Linked DNA regions of Sus scrofa: region 2 is linked to region 1. Evidence: chromatin contacts called from public Hi-C data. All regions are on one chromosome and are shown on one strand. Each heading gives the region's core, a stretch centred on a gene start, on an enhancer-like site or on the middle of the called end of the contact. The rest is flanking DNA. Distances are from core to core; before and after follow the strand shown.

The links. Hi-C and Micro-C count contacts between places; a contact is called where the count stands out from the background.
Region 2: a Hi-C map of fetal skeletal muscle shows a contact between it and region 1, with 1.7 times the contacts expected there. The contact joins the promoter of N4BP3 here to the promoter of HNRNPAB in region 1. A contact is called at or near these places in 6 of 47 Hi-C or Micro-C datasets (alveolar macrophages, blood, fetal skeletal muscle and 3 more).

Annotation. Positions count from the first base shown.
Region 1 is chr2:80,192,634-80,195,333 of Sscrofa11.1, forward strand. HNRNPAB (heterogeneous nuclear ribonucleoprotein A/B) reads right to left here and starts at 1,293. Exons shown (of 7, transcript NM_001112695.1): 1 at 1,283-1,293; 2 at 923-1,189; 3 at 7-175. The coding sequence starts at 1,167.
Region 2 is chr2:80,262,572-80,265,271 of Sscrofa11.1, forward strand. N4BP3 (NEDD4-binding protein 3) reads right to left here and starts at 1,334. Exons shown (of 5, transcript XM_003123673.4): 1 at 877-1,334. It overlaps LOC106507311, which reads left to right and starts at 141. Exons shown (of 3, transcript XM_021085150.1): 1 at 141-209; 2 at 856-1,498. The coding sequence starts at 141.

The DNA of each region.
Region 1 (2,700 bases), core at 43-2,542:
ACTTACCTTCTCCACACTGGCTGCATCTTTGAAGAGGATAAACCCAAACCCTCTTGACCGGCCAGTGTTGGGATCCATTTTTATTGTACAGTCAACGACCTCTCCAAATTTGGTAAAATAATCCTTTAGGTCCTTTTTGCTGGTATCCCAGCTCAGGCCACCAACGAACATTTTTCTGAAATGGTGGGGTAAGACACACGGCAACAAGCCTTATGAGAAAGCTGTGATTTTAGAAGAATTGGTCCTAGAAAAGCTTTCACTGACGTAATTATAAATAAAACCACCAACCTGAGCAAAGGTCCACCCCTAAGAGGCCGCAAAGGTTCTACCTCTGGAGGTTAATAAACCTCTGCTACCCTTCAAAACCCAATCTTGACCCTAACGACTCCGCACCCCCCAGGGCTGGTGGGGGAAGGAAGCACAACCTGACCAGAGAGCTAGACCCTGAGCACCACAACTGGAAGGAACCCAACCCAACAACCACGTATCAAAACGCTACAGTCCCTGCCACTCTCCACCACCTCCGAGCACTGGCTCTCAAGGAACTCAAGGCTTCCGGGCCGAGTCCGCGTTCAGGCTGTGACTCCGCCCTCGGCAGGAGGCGGAGGAGGGAGGCCAGGGCGCGCGCCAACTCCGCCCACGCAGCCCCGGCAGCCCGCGACCCGCCGGCCCCGGGTCCGAGCGCACTCCCCTTCCGGGCCGCCCGGCCCCGGCCCCGCGCCAGCGGCCCCAGGGCGGCGCCAAAGTCGACCCAACAAACTCCCTCAAACTCCCGCGCGCGCAGCGGCGGGCGGCGCGGAGTTGCTGGTTTGCGGGCCGCGAGCAGGCCCCGGCCGCCCGCCCCTCCCCCCGCCGCATGGCTCCAACAAAAGGCGGCCCCGGAACAAAGGCGGCGCCCCCGTCGGCCCGTGGCCGCACCTACCCCGCGTCCTCTTCGTTCTTGCTGGCGTTGATCTGGTCGCCCTCGGCGCCGTTCTGGTTGCCGGCCGGGGGCGCCGCGGTCCCGCCTCCAGAGCCCGCTGCGGCGCCGCTGCTGGTGCTGGTGCCGGTGCCGGTGCCGGTGCCGGTGCCGGTCCCGGCCGGCGACTCGCCTTCGGGGGCGGCCTCGTGTCCGTTCTCGGTGGCGCCCGTGGTCTCCATGGGCTGCTCTTCACCCGCTTCCGACATGTTAGGCCGAGGCACGCGGCTCCTGCAACAAGCGGCCACATACAGACACAGCGCGTCAGGCCCGCACGGCTCATGCCCGGACTCCCGCCCGCCGCCCGCAGGCCCGGCCGCTCACCTCGCCGCCGATGACGCCGCGGGGCCCGCTTGTCCTCACCCGCCGAGAAGGCGCCGCGGGCTCGGCCGCGCTCACACTCGCGCTGCCGGGCCTCTCCCCCGTCTACCGACGGAGCCTCCGCGATCGCGCGCCCTTCTCCTCGGCTACCGGAGACGCCGAACAGAATCCTCAGACGGATAATCTCGCCCGGGCCCGCGCGGTGCCGCCGCCTGACAATGCCGACTCGTGGCGCTCTTTATAATGCCGGAGCCGGGGCCACCTCGCAACAAGGCGCATGCTCATTGGCTTCGGCGGCTCGTCACTCAGCCCGGCGCCGGCGTCCCGTTGGCCGCGGCGCCGCGCGCACGCTAGATTCGGGCGGGCTTTGTCCTCATTTTAGAATCCGCGCGAGCCGAGGCCTTGCTAAGGATCTCGGGGTCCGCTGGCCGGACGGCCCTGTCTCTAGGGGCGGGCAGCCCGAGCCCGGAGGCGGAGAGGTCGGAGACTGACGCTCCGCCCTTTGAGGCCGTAGTCTCTCGTCCCCGGTACCCAATCCCAAAGTTGGCCGCCTCGGCCACTCCATTTCCCAAAAGAGGAAACTGGTCTCGAGGAAGCCTCGGAAACCAAGGTTGCCCGGCTGGAATTGGCGGAATCCAGCCTTCCGAGATTAGGCGCATTCGGTCCTCCAAGGCCCTCCGCATGGCTCTGAAAAATTGCGACGGGGCCCGCCCGCTCCCTTGACCTTGGTGCCTTCAAAGCCACGATCTCTGGCCCTTTCTGCCGCCTCCCCCGGAGGCTAGAAGCCGGGAGGGGGCGGAGTCCGCTAGGTGTCTGTAGCCATTAGTGCTCCGCCCCACGTCCCGGCGGGAGAAACCGTGGGACCACGAGGATCCCCTTGGCAACACTTTCACGACTAGTATCGCATTTTTACTTTTGATTACTTAAAATCTTTCATTTAATTCATTTATTTTTGCTCTAATCTATTTTTAAGAAAAGTAAACCGCTTCCGTGAAATCTTGAAGTTTGAGGGAAGGGAAAAATAGTTCTTTTTTCTGATATACAAAACCCCTCAATATTGATCTAGTTGACCACCGGGCTTGAAAGCCCTACGTTATCCCGTGATTCCTTTTAATCAAATGGGTGACAGGCCCCAAATAAACCAGGATTAAAACCTCTAAAGCCTGGGGATTACCAAATAACAGCAGAACACTAGTAGCTGACGTTTCCCACTGGAGTCCTGCTGCCAGGCCCAGTGTGGTGGGCTGGGCGTTTTATTTCCTCTTTTGACCTCCTAACAACCGTATGGAAGGTGGTACCATTACAAATTTATAAATGAGATAACAAACCCAGAGCCCTGGCCCGAGGCTCACTCCGCAATCCATCCAGCCCGTGGCGTTGCCTTGAGAATGTAAAATGTGATGATTTTATCTTTGGAAAAA
Region 2 (2,700 bases), core at 84-2,583, 70 kb after region 1:
AACTGCCTGGGGTGGGCGAGGGCAGTTGCCCAGCGGGAGATCACAGGTCCCAGTCCTTTCTCCAGCTGCAGTCAGGGCCCAGATTTCCGCCTGGCCTCAGGTGAGCTCTCACTTTGGCCAAAGGTTGTGGCCAGACTGGGATGGTGCTCCAGACCTGGGAGTGTCCCCTATCCGCGGGACCCCTGGCAGCAGGCTGGCAGCTGCCACCAGTAAGGGGCAGAGGTTGGAGGAAAGGGGTATCTCGAGGGAGCAGAAGAGGGCAGGAGAGGAGTCTGGTGGGAAAGGTGGAGGGGCAGTCGAGGTTGTCATCTCCATGGACTTTCCCTGGGAAAGGCTGTGGCCGAGACAAGGCTCCCCAGAACTACGGGAGATCCTCAAGCTACCCGGAGGCGGGAGGGGACATCTCTTCCAGGCCCTTCTCTAGGGCCTGACCTGAGCGGATGGGCTGGGGGAATGGAAGACGAGGTCATACTCCCGCGCCAAGGGCGCCTGCCCTATAACCATTAGCAGCGCGGGGATCCCAGGCGCTGCTCCCAGGAAAGAGCATTTGCATGGGTTACTGAGAGCAGCGTGACCTGCCGCCTGCCCTTCCAGCGGGGCGTTCCTGATCGCGGATGATCCCTGATCCCACATAGTCCCTGATCCCGCACCTCGGTGCTTCGGTGTCAGGAAGCAGGGGTACCTGGGCGCACACCACACCTTGCCACCCCCGCCCACTTCTCAGATGTAACCACGGCTGGCGAAGGGCTGCAGCTTGGCCAAGGTCGCTGGGAGAGCTAGACCTCCGCGGCCGGTCCCACCCCGCGAGTCCGGCCGGTCCCACCCCGCGAGTCCAGCCCCCAGCCCTGGCCCTAGCCCCCGTCGCTCCCCACTCACCATGCTGGCGCCGCTCCGCACCCCTCGCGCGCTGCAGCTCCCTGGCGCGGATTTGAACCTTCCCTCCAGGGCACCGGCTCCAGCCGAGACTGCGAGCCGGGCCGGAGCGGCCGGGCAGCAGGCGCCAGGAAAACGCGGGCGGGCGCCGGAGCCGGATTGGCGAGGGAGGGACGCGATCGGCAGTGCTCGCTCGCCTGCCCCAGAGGCGGAGGGAAAACCCGGCCTGACTCACCCGCGCGCTGCCGGCCCGGGGACCGGCCCGGGCCCCCGGATGTGGGAGGCGGGGACGGGGGACCACCCCCGCCCACCGCGTGCCAACCTGAGCCCCGCCCGGGTTCGTGGCTCCAGCCTAGCCCTGCCCGCAGAAGCGCCGCGCAGCGGTGGCACCGGAGCCCCCAGAGGGTTGCGCTCTGCGCGGAGACCGTCCCTGGCGCGCGGGCTCGGGCACTGGCCGAGTCGAAGCCCGGAGTGCGGCCGACACCCCCAGAGGGCGCCCAGCCCACCCTCCTCCGCCTCCTAGTCCTCCTGGCCTCACCCGGCCCTCTCGGTTTCCAGAACCCAACAGCTTCCGAAGAGGCGTGTTCAATCCATCATCTCCCTGATCCTCACCGCCTCCTCTTAGGTAAGCAGTATTATTCCCTTTTGAGGCTGAGCAAAATAGCACTCCGAGAGGTTACCCAAGGTCTCTGGCTTGTTAGCCACTGAATTGGTCGCTAAGTTTTTTTGCTGCCAAAGCCGTCTGGGGAAGCAAATTCAGATGCCTTCGGGGGCCAGACAAATAATGTGAGTTAAGCAGGTACAAGAAGATGGAGACCGAGTCCGAAATGGACACCAAAAGGCATTCATGTTCCAATATTAAAACACCACGTCTTCCCCTAAAGGTTATGAACATATAGTGAGGTATGACCCAGCAGTTCCACTCCCTAAGTACACATCCCAAAGAATTGAAAACAGGGAAGAGACTCAGACACCTGTGCAAAAACGTTCCAAGCAGGACTATTCACATTAGTCCAAAGGTGGAAACAACCCAAGTGTCTCTCAACAGATGAATGGATACACAAAATGCAGTCTATCCATACAATAGAATATTATTCAACCATAAAAAGGAATGGTGGTTTTGTTTTGTTTTGTTTCTCAAACCCGCTGGGCCTGTGGCATATGGAAGTTCCCCCACTAGGGGTCCAATGGGAGCTGCAGCTGATGGACTACTCCAGAGCAACAGCAACGCCAGATCCTTAACTCTCTGAGGCATCTAATCCTTATGGACACCATGTTGGGTTCTTAATCTGCTGAGCCATAACGGGAACTCCAGTTATGGTGTTCTTATACATGCTACAGCATGGGTGAACTGCCAAACAATTTTGCTAAGTGAAAGAAACCAGACACGTAGAGCCAGGTGTGGTATGATTTCACTTATACGAAGCAGGTAGATCCATACAGATAGAAGGCAAATTAGGGCCAGAGTTGTGGGGAGGAATGAACCAGGAGTGACTGCTTAATGGACGTGGGGTTTCTTTTGGTATGAGGAAGGTGTTTTGGAACCAGATGGAGGTGGTGGTTGCACAACACTGTGAATGTGCTAAATGCCATTGAATTGTATACTTTAAAAATGGTTGGAGTTCTCATTGTGGCACAGCAGAAAGGAATCCGACTAGGAACCACGAGGTTGCAGGTTTGATCCCTGGCCTCACTCAGTGGTTAAGGATCTGGCATTGCTGTGAACTGTGGTGTAGGTCGCAGACGCGGCTCAGATCCAGCGTTGCTGTGGCTGTGGTGTAGGCCAGCAGCTGCAGCTCCAATTCGACCCCTAGCTTGGGAACTTCC